2 separate regions of the Mus musculus genome follow, and region 1 is linked to region 2. Evidence: chromatin contacts called from public promoter capture Hi-C data. All regions are on one chromosome and are shown on one strand. Each heading gives the region's core, a stretch centred on a gene start, on an enhancer-like site or on the middle of the called end of the contact. The rest is flanking DNA. Distances are from core to core; before and after follow the strand shown.

Region 1 (6,021 bases), core at 1,773-4,272, 600 kb before region 2:
TAGATACATGCATGTTTATCATACGATGGTATATATACAAGACCAATTATTGCAGAACTTAGGTATGTTAGCAAAATACCAAAAGCAAACTCAATGTTTATCAACAATGACTAATTATTAACTGTGGTTCATCCAATTATCTGAAAGAATAAAAATGAAGCAATTTGGGGCTGAAAAGATGGCCCAACAATTGAGAGCACTTAATGTTCTCCTGGAGAACCAAAATTCAGTTCCCAGCACCCACATGACAGCTCACACTGGCCTGTAATTCTAGTTTCAGAGAAAATCTAACACCCTCTTCTGGCCTCTGCGCACATGTGGTATACATATCTATCAGGTAAACATTCATATGCATAACATAAAAAAATAGTTAAAAGGATAAGGAAACTCTTGTGTATTTATATTGTTCGTGTGTGTGTGTGTGTGTGTGTGTGTGTGTGTGTGTGTGTGTGACACACAGCTTGTATATAAGCACAAATACATAAATCTTCATGTGCTGGATCCAAGAATAGGTTATCGGGCTTGGTGGCAAGTGCATTTTCCTGGGCAGTCATCTTGTTTGCTCTCCCATAATTTTGAGACACAGTCTTACCTCTAATTCAGTGTAAACAAGGATATTTTTGAACTCCTGGTTTGACCCAACTGCTGGAATTGCTGGTAGGCACCACCATACCTAACTGGCAGCTCTTTAGGTAGATACATTATAGTGGCCCACATATCCACATAAAATATAGTAAGGTACTGACAGTAGCGCTACCAAGGTTGGACTGTTTTGTTTTGTTTTGTTTTTCAATTGTATGTGCATATATCAGCCAAATGATATGATTCTTAGTCTCAGCTCCTCAGGATGGTAATAAGACAGAAGGATCGATCATATGATACCAAAATTATAAGGTGAACCTGAGCAACACAGAAGATAATGTCTGAAAAACAAACTACTGTGTGTGAAAAAATTGTTTTTAGTATTATGTATATGGGTGTTTTGCATGCATGTTTGTGTACCATAAGCATGCCTGATGCTCATGGAGTCCAAAAGAGGTCATCAGATCCCCTGGAATTAGAGTTACGAATAACTGTCAGCCTCCATGTGGGTGTTGGGAATTGAAGAGCAGGCTCTTATTCAATGAGCCACTCTCCAGCTCCCATATGAAAATGTTCATCTTACACTTTGCTCTTTAAAATATAAAGCAACTTTAAATAGTCAGAAGTAAAATAGCATACAATGTAAATGGAAATCTTTAACACAGTTAAAAAGCATCTGAAGTCTTAATGCACTGGGGAGGAAACCCTGGGAATGACACCGGTTCAAAAGCACGTTGAGAAAAGAACAGTCAACAGTTACTGAGTCTCCCAACGTAAACTGAGGAGAGCAGAAAAAAGTTGAAATCATGGCAAGTTAAAAGCCAGCCTAAGCCGGGCGTGGTGGCGCACGCCTTTAATCCCAGCACTCGGGCGGCAGAGGCAGGAGGATTTCAGAGTTCGAGGCCAGCCTGGTTTACAGAGTGAGTTCCAGGACAGCCAGGGCTACACAGAGAAACCCTGTCTCGAAAAAACAAAACAAAAAAAAAAAAAAAAAAAAAAAAAGCCAGCCTAGTCTGGATAGCATGATCCTGTCTGAAGAGAAAAACTCATCCTTACATCACAAGACTATAAACACAAAGTTATTATGAGCACTTCACAAACAACGCAGACTTTTATAAAAATGGGCCTTTCTAGATTTTTTTTTTTTTTTTTTGGTTTTTCGAGACAGGGTTTCTCTGTGTAGCCCTGGCTGTCCTGGAACTCACTCTACACCAGGCTGGCCTAGAGCTCAGAAATCCACCTGCCTCTGCCTCATGAGTGCTGAATTAAAGGCGTGCACCACCACCGCCCGGCACTCTTTCTAGATTTTAACTGCACTATCAGAGAAAGTAAAATGACAAAAGCCAATTTTAACACTTCTGATAAATGTATATTGCGTACTAGATATATAACTAGTAAAAATAATAATCTAATGAATCCTTTCAACAAATCTTTATTTCAAACACTGATCTTAAACGTCATTGAAATGGTAGAATATTGTCATGTTCATATTACAAGTATACTTTGTAATAAAATGTAAGCAGAAGTCATTTGCCATGAATGAAATTTTTATAAAAATGTTGCCCTTTGTTAATACTTTAAGGTAGGCTGTGGTGACACATGCCTTTAATCCCAGCACTCGAGAGGCAGCAGGTTAATCTGAGTTCAAGGACAGCATGATCTACAGTGTGACTTCCAGGACAGCCAAGGATACAAGAGAAACTATCTAGAAACACCAAAATAATAATAATAATAAATAGTAATTTAAATGCTATACAAAGTAGCACTTCCCAGTAGCTTAAGTTATATGCCAGATTGTAGTCAAACCATAATATTAACTACTCTTCTTCTACTTATTTACTTTTATTTTTATGTTTAATCTTTTGGTTTTTTGAGTTTCTAGGTAACCATGGCTGTCCTGGAACTCACTCTGTAGACCAGACTGGCCTCAAATTCACAGAGATCTACTTACCTTTGTCTCCTGAGTGCTGGGATTGAAGGTATGTGCCACCAGTGCCTGGCATGATTTTTTTCTTATATATTGTAGTTTTCAATTTTTTTTCTAGGCATCATTTGAAATAATTACAGAAAATTAAACTCTATCCTTGTAACATCCAAACAAAACTTAGCAAAATAATAAATCTATACAAGCAAGTTACTCGTTGATGACTTAAAGTCAGGTAACTTTAGGACAATGGTACCTTGGTTATATGACTTCCCCTAAACAAATTAGTCTTTAGCCTACTGAATTACTGTTAAATTTATTGTTGAGACAGCATAGCCCTAGCTGGCACTGAACTCTTAAGAGACCCTCCTTCTTTTGCCCCACCAAGTGGTAGACTCATGCTGTGCACTATCTTCACCTGTTTATACAGAATGCCAGGGACTGAACTCACTACATTCTGCATGCTAGGCAAGCACTCTCTCTACTACAGATGTGTTTACTTTTCTCAATTATAAATCTAAGCAGGCCCAGTAGTACATGCCTAAGATTCCAACATTCTCTTGGGAGGCTGGGACAGGAGGTAAGTTCTAAGCCAGGCTGGGCAACATGAGGAAAGCAAAGCAAGTCATACAAAAGGGCTAGAACACACGGATAACGTAAATCATACAAAAGGGCTAGAACACACGGATAATGTAATTCATACAAAAGGGCTAGAACACACGGATAATGTAAATCATACAAAAGGGCTAGAACACACGGATAATGTAAATCATATATATATGAAAGAGCTAGAACACACGGATAATGTAAATCATATGAAAGGGCTAGAACACACTAGAGCCCAGAATCTTCACGTGTACATAATCTGCTACTTTGTGCTATTAAGTGGAAAGAAGACATAGTAAGGAAAGATGTTAACTAACCAGGCCCAGTACAGTACAGCAATTTCACTGGTACACTTTAAATTTTTTCACTACATGTTTATTCAAATATTAAGTTTGAAAGCTAGCACAATGGTTCAATGGATAGAAACCCTTACTGTTAAGCCTGACTACTTTAGTGCAATCCCTGGAACCCACAAAAAAGGAGGAGAAAACTCGCTCCAGAGTTGCTCCCTGCCTTCTACACGTGCACTGCAACAGCCATATATACCCACAAAAACGTTAAAGAATTTTTTTCTAATGGGTGTGGTGGTGCATGCCTTCATTCCCTCAATTGAGGCCAGGGTTACTAACAAACAACATCTCAAAAACAAGCAACAAATTGTGTGCGTGTGTGTGTGTGTGTGTTGGGGTCAGTGTGGGGGAGGAAGGGAAGACTGAGGGAGGGAGGGAGGGAGGGAGGGAGGGAGGGAGGGAGGAAGGAGAGGGGGAGAGATGAGACAGATACTACAGAGGATCACCAAAGTTACAAGCCAGTCTGATTGTAAGCTAGTACACAGTAAGCCCCTGTCTCAAGACAAGGAAAGAAATTTTAATTTGTGATAGCGATGTGACTGGGTTGTGACCAGGCCTGCTGAGCACGCATGACACCTGGCATGCTAAGCCAGTCTCACTGGGTATGGTGGTGCACACTACACTCCCTGAACTCTGAGGTAGAGGCAAGAATATCACAAGATCAAGACCATCCTCAATAAAACAGCCAATGAGAAGTCACACTGGAACACAAGAGACTTTCAAAAAGGAATAGAAAACAAAGGATAAGATCCAGTGTTATCCAAACTGAGCAGATGCTAGACTCAATATTGCACACTGCTGTATCACATAGTATAGATTTTTTAAAATCTATTTTTGCTGCTAATGGTAGCACAGAACTTTAATCTTAGTGCCCAAGAAGAAGACGTAAGGAGATTTCTGAGACCAGCATAGTATACATGAGTTCCATGCCAATCAAGACTACATAATGAGACCCTGTCTCAAAAAGTATACATAGCAAAAAAAAAAAAAAAAAAATTAATTTACCTGCATGTGTGTATGCAACATGTGTACAAGTGCCCACAGAGGCTAAATGAAGACATCAGCTCTCCTAGAACAGGGCTTACAGGTGGTTGTGTACAGCCAACACAGGAGTTTAGCAATAAAATTCAAGTTCTCAAACACTAAGCCATCTCTCCAGCCCCTAAATTGTTACACTTCTTTATGGTAATCAAAGCAGCTGTAAACCTATCGAGAATTATAAAAAGTTACCTTTGTCCTCACAATTCTGTCAGTTTATCCATAGATAATAATGTCATAGATAACAAAAAAACTGATACAGTACCTACCTATAAAGACTTCACTTACAGGTGAGTATAGAGGCTTGTACCTATAATCCTAGTATTTGAGAAGCCAAGACTGCAGGAGTTAGATAGGCTTGCCTATCTAAAAAACAAAGACTCTAATATCACCTCTACCAAAAAACTAGTATCAGAAGCTTAATTTTACCTGTTGTATAGTAACACTTTTACCTTAAAAGCTGTTTCCAAAATACTTTAAACCAGTTATGATAGGATACACCTGTAATCAATTCAGCAAGCTAAGGCAAAAGGATCTTTAGTTTAAGGTTAGCTTGAACTACATAGCCCTAGGTTCTTTTAAACAAAAATCACTTTAAGCACTGAATTCTATTACCCTTTAATTGTTCTGCAATATTTTATAGATCATGGCATAGAAATTATTATCTATATCAAATAATTATAAAAAAAATGTGGGGCTAGAGAGATGGCTCAGCGGTTGAGAGCACTGACTGCTTTTCCGAAGGTCTTGAGTTCAAATCCCAGCAACCACATGGTGGCTCACAACCATCCATGATGCCCTCTTCTGGGGTGTCTGAAGACAGCTACAGTGTACTTACATATAGTAAATAAATAAATCTTTAAAAATCAAACAAAAAAACAAAACAAAACAAAATATGTAAGGTTAGGAGTATAGAGGGTTACCCTGTTGAACAAAGCCCTGGGTCCAATCTCTAGTACTGACAAGAAAATAACCATTTCTTATTTTATTTTATTTTTTTTTTTTTTAAAGATTTATTTATTTATTCTATGTAAGTACACTGTAGCTGTCTTCAGACACTCCAGAAGAGGGCGTCAGATCTTGTTACAGATGGTTGTGAGCCACCATGTGGTTGCTGGGATTTGAACTCCGGACCTTCGGAAGAGCAGTCGGGTGCTCTTACCCACTGAGCCATCTCACCAGCCCCGAAAATAACCATTTCTTAATACGAAAGAACCTTGAAGCAGATTCTCACTTTGATACTGTAACCCCACCTGCCTAAGCTTCCTGCATATCAGAACTACAAGCTGAGTCTACCCTGTGCTAAGCTTTGGTTTTTGTTTTTGAGATAGGATACTGCATATCCAATCTTTCTGCTCCAGTCTCCCTCAACACTGACAGTACACACATATCCCACAGGACACAGGTCTTTAATACAGTTTGTAAAAAAGTATAAAATGGCCTTTTATTGGTTTTTAAACATGGTCTCATTGTGTGGTCCTGGCCGGCCTGGAACTTACACTGATCCGACAGTCTGCACTT
Region 2 (5,429 bases), core at 553-3,052:
TGTGAAATGAGCCTGAGCTTGCTTACAATATAAAGTACTATGGTTAAATTTTAGGAAAAAAAATAAAATATGCTCACCTTTGACTGAGTCCCACTCTAGTGTCCTGCAATCTGAGGCATTTCGCTACAACAAAAAGCAGAATCACTGTGACCCTGGCCAGCCTCTAAAGGTGACTCCTCTGCTCAGAATCAATCCAAGAGGCCACCTCACCTCCCCACCTTTCAGCTTCTCCCCTCTGGGAAAATTTGCTTCAACATGTTTCAAAATAAGGTTTTAAATATTTAAGTGAAAAAGCCACCCATGAATTGGAAAAAACCTTTTAAGCCTTTAAGTATACAGGTGTTCTGCATGCATGTTTCTCTGTGCACCAAGTCTACATAATGCCCACAAGGGCAGGAAGAGGGTTTCAGAACCCCCAGGGACTTGGGTTGTGAACTTATGGGTGGTGGAAATTAAACCTGGGGTCTCTGGAAAGCATCAGTGCTCTTAACAGCTGAGCTCTCTCTCCAGTTCCAAAACATTATTATTTAGTCACAAATACTTTCTATCCTCAAAGTGGGTTTAATTCTATCTCTCAGGTATACCTGTGTGTCACCTTGTGCCTTCTTGTTGCTGTGACCAGACACCAAGGGAGGAGTGGTTGAATATACACATGGCTCATGGTCTTAGGAGACACAGTTCATCATGGTAAAGAAGTCACCCTGCATCTGCAGGCAGAGAGGACAAACCCTGACGCTCAGCTGATCTCCTTTCTCTTTTTACTCGGTGTGGGAGCCATCCTATGAACCTTTCCTTCATAGTTAAATCTCTCTGGAAAGGTCCTCATAGACACACTTTAAAACAACAACATCCATAGGTCCATTCCCTGTCACTTAATACCTAAACACATTATTTTAAATAACATTCCACCTCAGTCCCCCAAAGTGTCATATTCACTCCTAATGCAAAATGCAGGTGGGGGGCTGGAGAGATGGCAGGGCAGTTAAAACCTCGGACTGCTCTTGCGGAGGGCCAGCATCCACACAGCAGCCCTCAATCATAGATAACTCCAGTTTCAGAGGCTCCAATGTCTTCTTCTGTCCTCCAAGGTCATAGTACTCAGATGTTCACAGACATACAATGCTGACAAAATACCCATACACATAAAGTAATTTTAAAATTACAAAATGAATTTAATTCATGTGTAAAAGTTCTCCAAATCAGCCAGGAATAGTGGTCCATGCCTTTAACCCAGAACTTGGAAGGCAGAAGGCAGGTGGATCTCTGTGAGTTCAAGGTTAGCCTGGTCTACAAAGTGAGTTCCAGGACAGCCAGGGCTATACAGAGAAAACCCTGTCTTAAAATAAAAACAACAACAACAACAAAAATTTTCTCTGTGTAGCCTTGGCTGTCCTGGAACCTATAGACCAGATTAGCCTCGAACTCACTGCTTCCTGTGTGCTGGGATTAAAGGCATGAGACACCACTGGCAGTCTAGTGTATAGGCCTTTCAAACTTGGACTTCTTGGCCCTCAGAATTGTAAGAAACAATTTTTTGTTCTTTACAAATCGCCCAGCTTTGAGTATTCTGTTGTAGGGGAACAAAATGTACCAACAGTGAGGCTGGTCCACAAAGAAATCATGCCACAGAGACAAATGAAAAGGATAACTTGCCCAGAGCAGAAAGTTAGTAACTGGAGAGGGCAGAACTCACATCCGGGCAGCCTCAGTCCAGAATCAGTCTTCTCAGGCACTCACACACTGCTGATTTTCAAGTACACACATGTCCCTGTAAGAGAAAGACACTCTCTTGCCCAATGAGAATGGGAACTATGGCCAAGTCGATTAACTGAGAGTCTACAGAGGGAGTCGAGCATTGCAACACCTTAACAAGCACAGACATCCAGGCAGCGATCCCAGATAAACAGAACAAGCCCACTAACAGCAAAAGCATATTGGATTTCTTTTAAGGAGAATGCAGCCTTAAACATCTGCCAAACAGGAAATATATAATCCCTTACACCTCAGTCATTCTCCTCAAAGTCATTATCTTGCCTACAACTAACTCAAAACCAATTTTCCCCCAGTGACTCGTCCCTGTACAGCCTTTTCAAAGCAGTTAATTTCATATAGACAAAACAGTTTTTCAAGTATTTTACTCATTCATAATGTTTAATTAAATGTTTATGACAAGCACCAATACACAATGGCTCGAGCACACACATAGGTGACTCTTGTCAACAGTCCAATTTAATGAGTAGGCAGTAGTTCAGTGAAAGGAACTGGTTACTGTGCACGAGGCCCTGGGTTCTACCTCCACTACCATCTTTCCCAAATACAACTGAACTCATAAAAGCAGAAATACTTAAGCTTTTGAGATAGTTTAGTGGGCTGACATCCTGCCACACAAGCCCGATGCTCAATCCCTGAAAACCCATGTAAAGGTAAGAGAGAAAAATTATCTGTGGCCTTCATACATATGCTGGCATAAGCAATTATAGTAATAATAAAGTTTAAGAAAAGAGAACTAAGTGAGTGTGTTAAAACTGTACATGGGCTGGCAAGATAATGCCACAGTTACAGCCCCGGCACACAAATGAAGACTGGACCCACATAAATACCAGGTGGGTACAGAGGCCACTTGTAATTCTAGCCCCAGAGGCACAGACAAGGATTCCCAGAGCAAGCAGGCTAAGAGGACCAGCCATATCACTGAGCTCTGGGTTCCACTGAGAGATCCTGCAACAGTGAATGCAGTAGAACAGCAACTGTCAGTGATCCCTAATACCAACTTCAGACCCTCCACATGCATACCACACATATGCAAAGGAAAGCCTGCGTGTGCACACACACACACACAGGAAGAAATAAACAAATAGAGGCTAGAGAGCTGGTTCAGCTGTTCAAGAGCACTGTTCTCACAGAAGACCTAGACTCGATTCTTAGCACCCACATGGCATTGACAATTACCCATCACTCCCATTCCAAAACGAACGATTCAGACATGCATGTGAGAAACTCATACACAGACATAAACACTTAAAATATCAAAAAATAACATTTAAAAAACCAAAGAGGTGGGCTGGAGAGATGTCTCAGAGGTTAAGAGCACTGACTCTTGGTTAAGGGACTGTTCTTCTGAAGGTCCTGAGTTCAAATCCCAGCACCCACATGTTGGCTCACACCCATCTGTAATGAGATCTGACGCCCTCTTCTGGTGTGTCTGAAGACAGCTACAGTATACTTACATATAATAAATAAAAAAACAAAACAAAACAAAAACCCAAAGAGGTAAAAACTAGACCTTAGAAAATGGGAACTAGGGCTGGTGATATGGCTCAGTGAGTAAGAGCACCCGACTGCTCTTCCAAAGGTCTGGAGTTCAAATCCCAGCAACCACATGGTGGCTCACAACCATCCGTAACGAGATCTGACTCCCTCTTCTGGAGTGTCTGAAGACAGCTACAGTGTACTTACATATAACCAATAAATAAATCTTAAAAAAAAAAAAAAGAAAAGAAAAAGAAAATGGAAACTATCTCTTACACTCCATGAGGTGAGGATTAAGGCAAGAAAGCTTCAAAATTATGCATTTGTACATACAGAAGAAAAAAGTCCAGGAAGAAACACAACAGTCCTGAGACTGGGATGAGAGAGTAAAACGTGATTTAATTACTTGTTTTATTTAATGTCATATTGCCTAGGATATTATTCATGGATTACTTGGTTGTTTTTTGTTTTGAAGTAAAAATAAGCCAAGCTTGAGAGGCGGAGGCGGAGGCAGACAGGTATCTATAAATCTATAAATTCAAGGCAAGCTTGGTGCCAGAGAGAACTGCACAGTAAGACCTGTCTCAAAAACAAAAGCAAGCAAACAAACCAACAGTCAAGTGTGGTGGGCGTGCCTGTAATCCCAGTTCATTGCAGTCAGGGGCAGAATTTTTAGACAGTCGGGACCATTTGTGACACCTGTCCCAAAATGAAAAAAATGGGGAGATAAGGGTGGGGTGGATGTGGGTTAAAAAACAAGCTAAGGACGTAGAGAATCCCTTGTGGAGACTCACTAGTTTTAAAAGCTAGCTACAAATATATAAAGGGGGGGATGGGGGAGAAGAGGTAATTCTACAGCTAAGAGAGTACACCGCTCTTGCTGAGCCCAAAATTCAGTTCTCAGCACCCACATCAGGCAGCTCAAGATGGCCTGGAACTACAGTTCCAGGGGACCCAACATCCTCTGTGGTTATCTGCATTCATGGTCACAAAGTCACGCAAACATTCACACATATGCATAATTAAACGTTAAAAAAAAAGCACCTGTTGAGTGCTCAACTTCAAACAGGACATTTCCATCACCTCTCTCCCACAAGGCACACGCAGCAAACACTGCAGAAGAGGGAGTAGAAAGGATGTGAAAAGCTGAAGAGTGCACTACAGGTTGTCTTCTGGACACGACATGGCCCTTACACTCATGAACTCACTGCAGCTAACTGCACAAACCAAGCCAGCATGTGTCAGTGTTACTGCAGGCTGGGGGTGGGGGTGGGGGGCATGAAAGTGGAAAGAGAACTGCTGGGGGGTGTCTGACTGAGGAGAGGGGAGACTGGGGATGAATAGAATCAAGATAAATGCATAGGCTGGGCAAGGTGACACACATCTTTAATGCTAGAACTTAGGAGGCAGAGTCAAGGGATCTCTGCATTTGTAGCCAGCCAGTGCTATATTAAGACCATGTCTCAAAAACAAAAACAAAACAAAAAGGCACATTGTATAAATATATGAAATTGCCAAAGAAAAAGATTGTTTTTGTTTTTTATTTTGGAAACATTTTCAGTGTAGCCTTGGCTATCCTGACCAAGCTGGCCTTGAGCTCAGAGATCCGCCTGCCTCTGCCTCCCAAGTGCTGGGATTAAAGGTGTGCACACCACAGCCCGGCTATAGGATTTTTCTTCTTTTAAAGGATAATTTAAAAAAATGGATACTGTCAATCAGACAGTGCCCATTACACACACACACACACAAACACACACACCCTCAATGTAAGAACTCACCCAAGACTTATAAAACTCACTAGTAGCTTTCTTTGCCAGGATGAGGTGGAAAAATCAGAAATCAAACAGATCAATGTGATTTTTATTTTTTGTTTTTCGAGACAGGGTTTCTCTGTGTAGCCCTGGCTGTCCTGGAACTCACTCTGTAGACCAGGCTGGTCTCGAATTCAGAAATCCACCTGCCTCTGCCTCCCGAGTGCTGGGATTAAAGGTGTGTGCTATCATTACCCGACCACTGTGATATTTTTAAACGGACAAATGAGAATTATCAGGTACTCATAACCCTAGTCCCCAAAATGACATAAATTTGCTTCTACAGCTCAGGGTCCAGGCTTTACCTTAAATAAAGAGAATGCGAGTCATGCTCTACTTGCCACATTTTTTTTCCCCCGAGTAGGCGGT

Evidence for each region. Promoter capture Hi-C pulls out the DNA fragments that hold promoters and counts their contacts.
Region 1: a promoter capture Hi-C map of the C10 cell line shows a contact between it and region 2, with 3 times the contacts expected there. The contact joins two enhancer-like sites. A contact is called at or near these places in 3 of 39 promoter capture datasets (the C10 cell line, cranial neural crest and hippocampal neurons), 1 of 484 Hi-C or Micro-C datasets (LSK cells) and 2 of 115 datasets of contacts at active chromatin or transcription factors (astrocytes and bone marrow-derived macrophages).

Annotation. Positions count from the first base shown.
Region 1 is chr13:55,221,557-55,227,577 of GRCm38.p6, reverse strand. The region is part of intron 2 of Nsd1 (nuclear receptor-binding SET-domain protein 1); the gene reads right to left. Among named protein-coding and RNA genes, the nearest start is that of Nsd1, 15 kb to the right of the region's middle. Within about 2 kb of position 3,022, at least 4 of the 459 cell types and tissues checked have an H3K27ac peak or open chromatin away from gene starts, as enhancers often do.
Region 2 is chr13:54,625,729-54,631,157 of GRCm38.p6, reverse strand. All of the region lies in intron 1 of Faf2 (Fas associated factor family member 2), which reads right to left. Among named protein-coding and RNA genes, the nearest start is that of Faf2, 6.7 kb to the right of the region's middle. Within about 2 kb of position 1,802, at least 36 of the 459 cell types and tissues checked have an H3K27ac peak or open chromatin away from gene starts, as enhancers often do.